Linked DNA regions of Sus scrofa: regions 1 and 2 are each linked to region 3. A link is a contact called in public HiChIP or PLAC-seq data. All regions are on one chromosome and are shown on one strand. The core of a region is the stretch at or near the end of the contact, and the rest is flanking DNA. Distances in the headings are between cores, read along the strand shown. Region 1 overlaps LOC100525237. Region 2 has its middle 120 kb from the start of HHIP. Region 3 has its middle 6.3 kb from the start of GYPA.

Region 1 (3,633 bases), core at 642-3,141, 330 kb after region 3:
TAAAGAATCCAAAGAAAACATGAACTACAAGGAAGGATTAAGCCCTAGTCCTTCAGTTCTGCAAAGGCAGTTGCAGGGGTCTTGAATGCCCACCCCCATTTTTAGTCAGGACACTAAGATGGGTTAATTGAAAGACACAACTTACTGAAATGAGACAGACATATTTTATGGAAACCAAGAGTAATGGGGCTCTTAAAGGGCTAAAGCCAGTAACTGGAAAGCTTTCAGAAGCCAAGAAAGTGTTCGTTCTCTCAGTGTCTCACTTTTCTTCACAGACTCCTCATTTTCCTCCAGGTCTCCCCGCTGCTCAGTATGCAAAAGATTGCTCAGTATGCAAAAGATTGCTGCTCCTGAGCTTCCTGGTTTACATCATCTCACTCTCGGCCACGGCAGGGACTAACACGCTGCCTCTGAATCTAAAGGTCACACTCCTGGGAGAGAGAACTGAATTGGTCCAGCTTGGGTTAGGTGTCTCCTCCTTCCCCCCCCCCCCTTCACCTGCCTCCTCCAACCCTCTGTGGCCGATCAGACAGGGCTGACTTGAGGAAGCTGGCAGCGCACTTCCATGGGTGTGTCATGGTACTGACTCTGACTGGAAGCTGTACAATTATCCAGAAGCTTTCTAGGCCTCCATCCTCAACCAAAACCTGCACGACTCTGAGGTCCTTTGACCTCTTTCCCCAGGAGCTCTCTGAATACCTCATCATGGGATGGAAGGATAACTGTTTTCAAGTCCTGACTACAATTCCCACAGCCCCTTGTTCCAATTTCTTAGCTACACTCTGCCCAACTTATATCTGGGTCTTAATCATATCCTGAACCTCTTGCCTCATGTTCTGGCATGAAGGAGGCTGGCACTATTTCCCTCCCCTCTAGTTTGTAGGGAAAATTTCAGATAAAAAGAGACAGGAAATATACCAGCCACTGAGGATACAAAAAAGAATTGGATATGATCACTCCGCTTCATGAGCAGAAGGGAAAACAGCAAGAACAAAAAATTGCAGAACCATGTAAGAAGCACAATCATGATGGGAAAAGTGACAACACAAAAGAGGAAAGTACTAAATTATGCTAAAACATTTATTTTAAAAAGCCATTATCTTTAGAAAGCAGCAAAGGAAAGCATCAGTTGTTGATATTTTGCGGATAAAATATTAAAAAGTTCAAAGCAGCAAAAGTAAGTGTAATTAAATGAAATGACTTCTTTAGAATGTGACTTCTGACTCAAGATTGAATTTTCTCTTTGCATATTAAAGAACCCCATGGAAAAGAAAACAATTAAGATTTAGCCTTGGTAAAGCACATAAGTGTTAGTATCCTTTCCAAATTTAAATTGATAGATGATTTTTAGTTTACTTCACAAAGAAGTTTAAGGATACATCTTTTGAATGAGTTAGGTGTAAATTAACCAGAAATACTCATGTTTGGCAATAATTTCGTTCATAAAGTGATTTAGTTTTGTCAGGGTGCTACTAATTTAAACCAGATGCCCTACTTTGTACATGACATTCTTGCATTACAAGGAGATTCTTGGCTAATAGCATCATAATTTCCACAGGATAGTTCAGAAGACACACACGGAGTAGTGACACTATCATTAAGGGCCATCACTCACCAAGACGATGCTGGTACCTCCACCCTTTCATTCAGAAAATAGTCTCTGGAAGGAAAAAAGAATGTGTGATGGGGTTGAGGGGATAGTTGGAATAAATTGTCAAAAACTGAACATCTGTATTTCTCAGAATCACCACTTTTCTTTTGTAGTTTTAGCTTAAGTCTTAATTTATTGTATTATCTTTGCTTTTATATTGTCTTGGGTGAGACCCATTTCCATCCTTCTCTTTGAGTCATGTGGGATGGCTACTAATGGAGATGATGACAGCACAGTGTTGAATCACACAGTCAAGAGGGGAAAAAAGCTGCAGCTGATTATCATTTCTCCAGATGCCACAACACAGTTAAAGTAGCAGCGGTAATAAATTAGATGTGCAGGCTCTTTCTTTATAGCAATGGCAAGGTTAAACCAAGAAAATCAATGGACAGCTTTGTACCAAGTATTTATTATATGTGATACGCAGTAGGGGGTTACAAATTATCTTCTCATCTTTAAGGTATTGGCAAACCAGCTCCAGAGCCAAGGCATGGTCACACAAAAATTTTAAAAAATTAAACCTTGGTTAAGTTCACCAATGGGTGGTAACAAAAGAATTTATTGAAGGGATAATAGAGATTTAAATCAGTAGGATAACATCAGTATACAGACTTTTTTTGCTTACGCAGTTCATTTAATCCTGACAATCAATCTGAAAAACTGCTCTTGTTATTTCTCTTTACAGATGAGCGTCCAACAGCTCAGAAGTTCAAATGTCGCTTTCTCACAGTCACAGTAAAAAGGCAGTCTTCCTTGATATTTTTGTTCTCAAAAGGTTGTCATGCTAAAATGCTGAAAACCAGATACTGACACTGAAGACCAGATGAGGGCACGGGTTGGCGTTTACGAGCATGAAAAAAAAAAGAAAACAAAAACTCATTACCCAACCACCACATCCACTAACTAGTCAGTCAGTACACAGAGTGATTATAAATAGAGATGTGTGAGAGCACACATCCAGTCTTTCCTTCACAGCCACAACGGCATGCCACTCACTGTTTTTCAACTAAGACATACTTGTGCAATTCCCTGAGTCCTCAGACTTTTCAAGAAGTCTTGGAACTTCTGTGCTTGAAATGACAAATCTCTAAAGGAGAAAAGAAGAAAAAAGTTTGCCTCCATCAGTGTAGCACTGAAAACTCAATTTAAAATTTGTCCCTGTTGTAACTGCTGAGTTGCTCTTCAACAAATGTGACAGAACGGATATATCGCACAGTTTGAAACCAACGACTAGTATGAAATTTGGGAGTATTAATGCAAGATGTCATTTCACATTAGCAGAAATGTTTGTGGTTGAACCTAGCTTAAATACACTAATAAAAACCACAATAGTTTCTCAAAAATTTTGTTTCCCACAACTGATCAATAAGTAAGCTCTGCTTGGCTTCTCCAGATAAAGATGACCTGAAAAATAAAACAAAAAACAAAAGAAAAAATAGAAGAAAATGACCTATTTTAAAAGAAGTATTTAGGTTATAAAACGACAAAATGATTTTTTTTCTTGTGCTTCATAAACTGGTTCTGAGGGAAATTCCAAGAAAGTGACTAAATTCTGTGAGCCGAGGAAGCATTAGCATAGTTTTCTAAAGTGACTACTTGCCAACTTGTTTTTATACGTTTTGAAGTGTCTGTTTTAAAAATTGATTTTAAAGTTATACAGATCAATTGTTTGAAGAGAACACACTCAAATTTTTCAGGTACCTGCTTTAGGACTTCAAAGCAATACAATTTTTTAAAGTATACCAAAAGGTTATCAGCTTTTATCTTGGCATACAGGATAGAATGAGATTATTGTGATTTTTGTTTCCTCTGTGCCTTTTTGTATTTTCTACATTTTCTACACTGAGAATGTATTTCATTTGTAATAAGAAAAAAAAAATGATTTGTTTCTGAAATAAGCTTGTTCACATTGTATTCTGGGGGTATAAAGTAGTACCATCATTCTTTCTGAGAAAAACCAAAATTTCCTCTCAGAAGGAAAA
Region 2 (3,601 bases), core at 325-2,824, 470 kb after region 3:
GATCATTTGAAGGTGAATAAAAAAGGCCACCTTCTTAATGTTGGCTTGCTTCTTTCCAGTTAACCAAGAAAAGCAACTGAGGAAAACAACAACAACTTCTGATGAAACACCCATTCTGAACTATAGGGTTGTGGATTAAAATCCAATAATTTTAATACTTTCTCTGCCATGAAGTCACCATGTGGTATCTCCAGGTTCTCAAATTATTTCTGTGTCCCCAATATTTTGTTCTAATAACAGAGATAATTTCTTCTAGCTCTTATATACCCATTATTATTCCTGAAATTGTATTTCTATCAAGCAGGAATCATTATATTCAAAATGTTCTGTCACATGGGTGGAGAAAGGCCATGCTTTTATCTCTAGCGGTGGGTATTAACGAGGGAAAACCAAAATTCTAAGAATAGAAAAAAAAGTCTTCTTGATCAGGACCTCTCATGTTTCTATCCATTTCTCATCCAACAAACATTTTGTTGAGCTGTTGCTTTCTGCACCCAGTATTTCTTCTACAAAGAGAGTGGACACAGTAGAAAACTCAGATGCATCCAGGGAAATTTTTTCTACAGTGATTAAAAATCAACCAAGAGGATAATATTTTGGAGTCATTGCTTCATGGTTAATCCTTGTTTTAAAACAGTTTCTATCAGGGGAATTGTTAGAGGGAGAAGCTAGCATGCACTGAGGCACACTGCATCAGAATGAGTGCCCACAGGAAACAGCTACTGACTCATCAGTCACAGCACGGAAAGAGAGAGAGCAATACCCCATCTTACAGAGGCGGGAAACCAAGGCACAAAGGAGTATAATAACTTGTCCAGGTTATTTATATGTAATAGATGCTAGAAGAGAAATTTAAACCAAATGTGTCTAATTACAAAACCTTTCCTCTACAACATATGCTTGTTTATACAGTGCTTTGCTACGTAGAAAAGATTAGCTTGCAACGTCCTACTGTATAGCACAGGGAACTATATTCAGTATCTTGTAATAACCTATAATGGAAAAGAATATGAAAAATATAAATATAGGAGTTTCCTACAGTGGCATTATCACTGCAATGTCTTGGGTCGTTGCTGTGGCGTGGGTTCTCTCCCTGGCTTGGGAACTTCTGTATGCAGCAGCTGTAGCCCCTGCCCCCCAAAAAAGAATAAATATATAAGTATATGTATATATGTAAAATTCAATCACTTTGCTGTAAACCTGAACATTGTAAATCACTATACTTCAATAAAAATTTTTTTTAAGTAAAAAAAAATTTTTAAAGACTACCTTATTCAGGGTACCTAAGTTAAGTTTCCTTTCTTAAGACAACCTGCATTTCAGAGTCATGTTATTATAATGCTTTATTTAAACTATCAGGCACCAACTCTTGGATTTGATGAGTATTAACATAAATTCAAAATAAAGGAGAGAAGAATATTTTGTATTTTACAAGTGTGAAAACCAATGTATGATCATGAACCTTGTGAAAGATCCAACCAGTGTTTCAAAAGCCACCAAAGGGATTACCCAGCAGACTGAGGAAACTTCACACTGGTCATTCTCTTCAAGTATTTCCCTGCCTCACTCTGGCTTTAACCCAGAGAGTTTCAAGAGGCAAAAGAAGCAGGAAGGAGAGTATGATTGGTAGGGTGGGGGTGGGGGTGGGTCTAAAGGCACGCCTTGTAGCAAGGAAGGGCCATCAGAGTGAAAATCAAAGAACCAGCCCTGAGAGCTTTGTTCTGAGTCATGAGAGGCATTTTGAAGTTCACTGGCTGGGATTAAACTCCCCCGAACAGCCTTCATCCCATTCCCGCTCCACATCCACATCCACACTCTATGTATTTACTTCTCACTGCCTTCTGTATCTGACAAAACCAGAGGCAGTTCTGGAAACCTGGCAGGAGGAGCTTCCAGGTGTCCTGCCCCAAGGGATTAGAAGAGCTCAGGTTTCAGGACCATCCCACCCATTTTCTCCTCCACACTGCACCCATCACTCACGTGGACAGGCACATCTCACACCTTTGTCTGTCTTCATGAGAGGTGTTTATAAATAAGGGCACCTGTCTGTGAAAGCCTGACATTCATCGGAGCACCAAGGAGACAACAGATGACATGTTTGGGGAGTTTCTGCCTGAACTTTCCTAACTTCTAGATCTGCACTACATAGGTTTTTGTGTTGCAGGAGAGAGAAACCAGTTCCTTATCTTTTTACTGGAAACACATCTGCAAACTTGTCACATTCTACAGCAAGTGAACCAAAGGTAAACATTTAATAGTACTTGGAACTCTACCCCTTCTCTGTTAAGGAAGGTTAAAACATGTTCATTTATGAAGTTTGGCTGAAACTAGATTCTTCTCCAAACACAAAAGGAGGTTGTAATTTCAAGAATTTTTCTCCTTGGATTTAATCATGAATATTAAGTATTGGTACCCAAGTGCCAGAGTAACAAACTTAAGTAAAGACCACCCATCAACTTAATTCCAAAAGCTTATTTCATGTAATTCAAGCTCCAGTTATCTGAGAGTGAGTGATGCTATTCGCAACTCCCCATAACAAAAGCCAAAGGGTTTAAAGCAATTTGACCTTTTCATTTTTTTACCAGTTTATTTTTCAGATAGCTGGGAAAATATTTTCCACTTCTATTTGATGACATGATTTCTAAATCATCTTGACTAATTTCTCAATTAGCCAAGATCACCCCAAATGCCACTTACATTGAATCATGGGCCCAAAAGGCCCTTAATCAGTGATAAAATTTTTGAAGCAAAACATAATTTGAACCCGATATTCCACAAGATCTTAATTCATAGAAGCAATGGACTTTTGCTTACAATTATAGTGTTTGCCACATCCCAGTATCATTCTTACTTCTTTTTAATGAATTTTTGTTCTATTCAGATTCAAACACCAAACTTCTTCCACCAGCCTAGCATTCCATCCACCTCCCTTGCCATTTTAGATGGAAACGGAAGATTCTATCTTTTATCACTTCAACAAGTTCAAAGTGCACTCCCCTCTCTTCCCCCAAACAAGAAATCACAGATGTTTCAGTCAATGATCTGTGACTAAAATCATTTCTGCAATTGAGACGTGATGCCAAAAGCAAAAACACATTCTTAATGCATTTTTCGCCTGGAAAAATAAGCTGTCTGCATTACAGGGAGAAATGTAAAACAAAGTAATCACAGAAGCCCAGAGGCATAAACCAGTTAAACTCTTCGACCTGCATCATATGTTGACGATTCTAATTTCTCTCTTCCAAGAGAACTTTCTGGGACACCTTTGCAATATTGCTAAAAAGTCCTGCCACTTAGTGGAAGAAGTTGGCAGAAACTAGACCTCAAGCAACCTGCTAAATGGAGAGACCCTGGGGGGGAAGGGAAAAAAAACAAAAACAAAAAAACAAAAACCTCCTCTGTGAATAAGACTTCCCTTGGTGGGGGGAAATCATACTCAGTTAGCTTTAGACCTGGATTTTAATAAAGATCAAGATTGACCAAAATGGGTTGTTTTACTCCTCCCTGTTCAAATGCATGACATTCAAGATAAGAAAGACTTGAGTTCAAGCCCTCAGAGCTATGGGTGAAATCCACAAATTAGCTTATGGTAATCACGCTG
Region 3 (3,390 bases), core at 580-3,079:
CCAGCTGGAGCTGTAGAAAAGATACCATCTGCCCAGAATTCACCCCTTTTCCTGGAGTACCTTCCTCCCCTTCAGAGCTGGACTCATAGTAGATGATATTTTATTTTGACCATGGCTGGTAGACCCTGTGGAACAGCAGCGACCTGAGCCAAGCAGGGGCAATGCCAGATTCTCCCCCCCCCCCGCCCCACCCCTCAAATACAGAACCTGGTTTGAGCTGGTTCTTTCCATCCAGGCCCCGAAGAGTCTACTTTTGGTGCCCTTTTTTCTGGATCCCCTGAGCCGCTTATTTATTTATTTATTTATTTATTTTTATTTTTTACTTACGTTAGCAAGCATGGATTCATTTTGCTTGAGATCATATAACGCTATTGGAATGGAAGAAGGCACACATTATCAGAGAGGAAAATAGCCTGACATTCAGAATTAAAGGAGATGCCATGTCTGGAACCTAGGATCCACAGAGTCAGCCCAGAGCTCTCTTGCTCTCTCGCTCTCTCTCTCTCTCTTTTTTTTTAATTTTTTATTTTTAGTTCTGTGAGTGAGGCATGTGGAAGTTCCCAAGCTAGGGGTTAAATCAGAGCTATAGCTGCCGGCCTATACCACAGCCATAGCAATACCAGATCTGAGCCTTGTCTGTGACCTACACCACAGCTCACAGCAACGCTGGATCCTGAACTCACTGATGGAGGCCAGGGATCGAACCCGAGTCCTCATGGACACTAATCAGGTTCGTTACCGCTGAGCCACGACGGGAACTCCCCAGCCTGAATTTTCCAAGCACAGTATCAGTATCTTTGTGGCATCTGTACCTTCGTGTTGGGAGAAGGCTGAGGACCCAGCCTGAGACACCACTCTTCTCTGTAGAAGCTGGGCTTCTGCTCTTGTCATTTCATCTTGAGGAAAAGCCTGAGGGGCTATTTGCCGCTAGTGGGAGGCCAGCAGTGCCTTGAGAGCGTGGCTTGAGAGCAAGGGCAAGTTGGCTGTAACAAATCCTTCAGCTTCTCCCACAAGGACTTGGTACACAGCCATTGCTCTGGGGAAGTGCCTTTCAGTCCTTCTAGCTCATTCTACTCATCCTGTCCAGCTTTCCTCAGTTTTAGTCAACCCAGAAGACCTACGTGACTTTTACTTTCCACTAATTGGTATTAAGATGCAAAGGGGGAGTTCCTTGGTGGCCTGGCAGTTAAGGACTCAGTGTCGTCAGGTTCAGTCCCTGGTTGTAGAAATTCTGCATGCCATGGCAAGGCAAAAAAGAACGAAAAGAAAGCAAGGAAGGAAGGAAGGGAGGAAGGGAGAAGGAAAGAAAGAAAAAGAACATGAATATATGTCTTAAGAACGACCCAGCCCCATGACCGCCTACCACATGGTCCTGGGACCGACTGGATGTGTGAAGGGCTCGCTGCCAACAGGAAGGACCTGTCTCTGCCAGGCTAAACTCAAAGCAGGAAACTTAATTCATACGTTTAGAAAGTATTTCCCAAGGTGCTACCTTTCCTCCAATAATTGTGACAAAGATGCCTGGAAAGTCTCTTCTTTCTGCTTGTCCCTCGATTGCAAAATTTACCGAATAGTATTTGATACAGAGACAAAAAAGAGAACTTGTATTTTACCCTATGATTGCAAAAGCCGTTAAGACAAATGAAGCCTCAGGAAACATTTTCCAGGCATAGCTTTCAGCAGATAGATGGCGTATGGATTCCTTGTGTAACATTTGAGGGTTTTGATGATGTGGGTGTTTACAAAACATGGTTCCTCAGAATCTGATAACACTCTGCTTCTTTCTTTTCTCCAAGGGGCATAACCTTGTCCGGATGGACCAGGGTGACCATACAGCTCACAGAGGGCGGTTTGGGTAATTCTTGGTCCTATTGTCAGCCACAGGCGGCCCTTGGGGGAGTGCTGAGTGGGCGTCTCTCCACACAGACCTCCTGCCAAGTTCACCACATACTCCTCTTGGATGGCACGGCTGCTGTGTCTGGGTGACCGTTTCCTTCTTAGAATCATCTGGCCGTTGGATACTAGGTATTGAAAACCATTCTCCGAATTCCCGTCATGGCACAGTGGAAACGAATCCGACTAGGAACCATGGGGTTGAGGATTCGATCCCTGGCCCCACTCAGTGGGGTAAGGATCCGGCGTTGCCGTGAGCTGTGGTGTAGGTTGCAGACGCGGCTCAGATCCTGTGTTGCTATGGTTGTGGTGTAGGCTGGTGGCTACAGCTCCGATTAGACCCCTAGCCTGGGAACCTCCATATGCCGTGAAAGCGGCCCAAGAAATGGCATAAAGACAAAAAAAAAAAAAAAAAAGACAAGAAATTTCATCTTGAGACTTTTTATAAATTTTTATTTTCAGGGCCACATCTGTGACAGAGGGAAGTTCCCAGGCTAGGGTTTGAATCGGAGCTGCAGCTGAGGCCACAGCCACAGCAAAGGCAGATCCGAGCTGCGTCTGTGACCTACACCACAACTCACAGCAATGCTTGATCCTTAACCCATTTAGCAAGGCCAGGAATTGAACTCACATCCTCACAGAGACAATGTCAGGTCCTTAACCCAGTGAGCCACATGGGAACTCTTTTTTTTTTTTTTTTTTTTTTTTTCCGATTTGGCAGGACACAAGGAATTTTCCGGGCCAGAGACTGAACCCATGCTGTAGTTGCAACCTGCACCACAGCTGCAGCAATGCTAGATCCTTAACCCACGGTGCCATATGGCAACTTCTCTAAAACTTTATCCTAACGCTGCAAGAGTTCAAAGACTTAGCTCCAGGGATAATAGAAAAAAAATAAAACAACCTAAATAGCCAGTAATAGACAAATGCCTAAAGAAAATATGATGAAATACTGTGATCACCAAAAATAATGTGTGGAGGGATATTGAATGCCATGGAAAGATGTTCATAATGTACTGTTAAAAAAAATATGTGTTGTGAAAGAGTATATTAACAGTTTAGTGTACTGTAAAAAAAACAAATTATAAAATAGTTGTCCTGTATGATATTTTTGTGAAGAATTACCTACTTTTGTGTGTTGCTGGGAATCTGTATATCTGTGAATAGAAATAAGACTGAGAAGAATACACTTCACGTACTGAGATTTTCTTCTCCTCCTTTTGCTACCATGAGAAAAAACATTTCCCTGTACTAATAAAGAGTTAGTTATTTCACCTAAAGAATGAGTAGAGGGAGTTCCCGTCGTGGCGCAGTGGTTAACGAATCCGACTAGGAACCATGAGGTTGCGGGTTCGGTCCCTGCCCTTGCTCAGTGGGTTAACGATCCGGCGTTGCCGTGAGCTGTGGTGTAGGTCACAGACGCGGCTCGGATCCCGCGTTGCTGTGGCTCTGGCGTAGGCCGGTGGCTACAGCTCCGATTCAACCCCTAGCCTGGGA

The links. HiChIP or PLAC-seq counts read pairs in DNA pulled down with a chosen protein or histone mark.
Region 1: a contact with region 3 is called in an H3K27ac HiChIP or PLAC-seq map of alveolar macrophages. The contact joins two enhancer-like sites. A contact is called at or near these places in 1 of 5 promoter capture datasets (liver), 3 of 47 Hi-C or Micro-C datasets (liver and skeletal muscle) and 1 of 2 datasets of contacts at active chromatin or transcription factors (alveolar macrophages).
Region 2: an H3K27ac HiChIP or PLAC-seq map of alveolar macrophages shows a contact between it and region 3. The contact joins two enhancer-like sites. A contact is called at or near these places in 1 of 5 promoter capture datasets (liver), 3 of 47 Hi-C or Micro-C datasets (embryonic fibroblasts and epiblast stem cells) and 1 of 2 datasets of contacts at active chromatin or transcription factors (alveolar macrophages).

The regions. Positions count from the first base shown.
Region 1 is chr8:83,701,524-83,705,156 of Sscrofa11.1, reverse strand. It overlaps LOC100525237, which reads right to left. Exons shown (of 4, transcript XR_304986.3): 4 at 2,669-2,738. Among named protein-coding and RNA genes, the nearest start is that of HHIP, 25 kb to the right of the region's middle. Within about 2 kb of position 1,891, at least 1 of the 83 cell types and tissues checked has an H3K27ac peak or open chromatin away from gene starts, as enhancers often do. A contact at or near this core is called in alveolar macrophages, where this site is marked.
Region 2 is chr8:83,559,759-83,563,359 of Sscrofa11.1, reverse strand. No RefSeq gene overlaps it. Among named protein-coding and RNA genes, the nearest start is that of HHIP, 120 kb to the left of the region's middle. Within about 2 kb of position 1,574, at least 5 of the 83 cell types and tissues checked have an H3K27ac peak or open chromatin away from gene starts, as enhancers often do. A contact at or near this core is called in alveolar macrophages, where this site is marked.
Region 3 is chr8:84,029,595-84,032,984 of Sscrofa11.1, reverse strand. No RefSeq gene overlaps it. Among named protein-coding and RNA genes, the nearest start is that of GYPA, 6.3 kb to the left of the region's middle. Within about 2 kb of position 1,829, at least 2 of the 83 cell types and tissues checked have an H3K27ac peak or open chromatin away from gene starts, as enhancers often do. A contact at or near this core is called in alveolar macrophages, where this site is marked.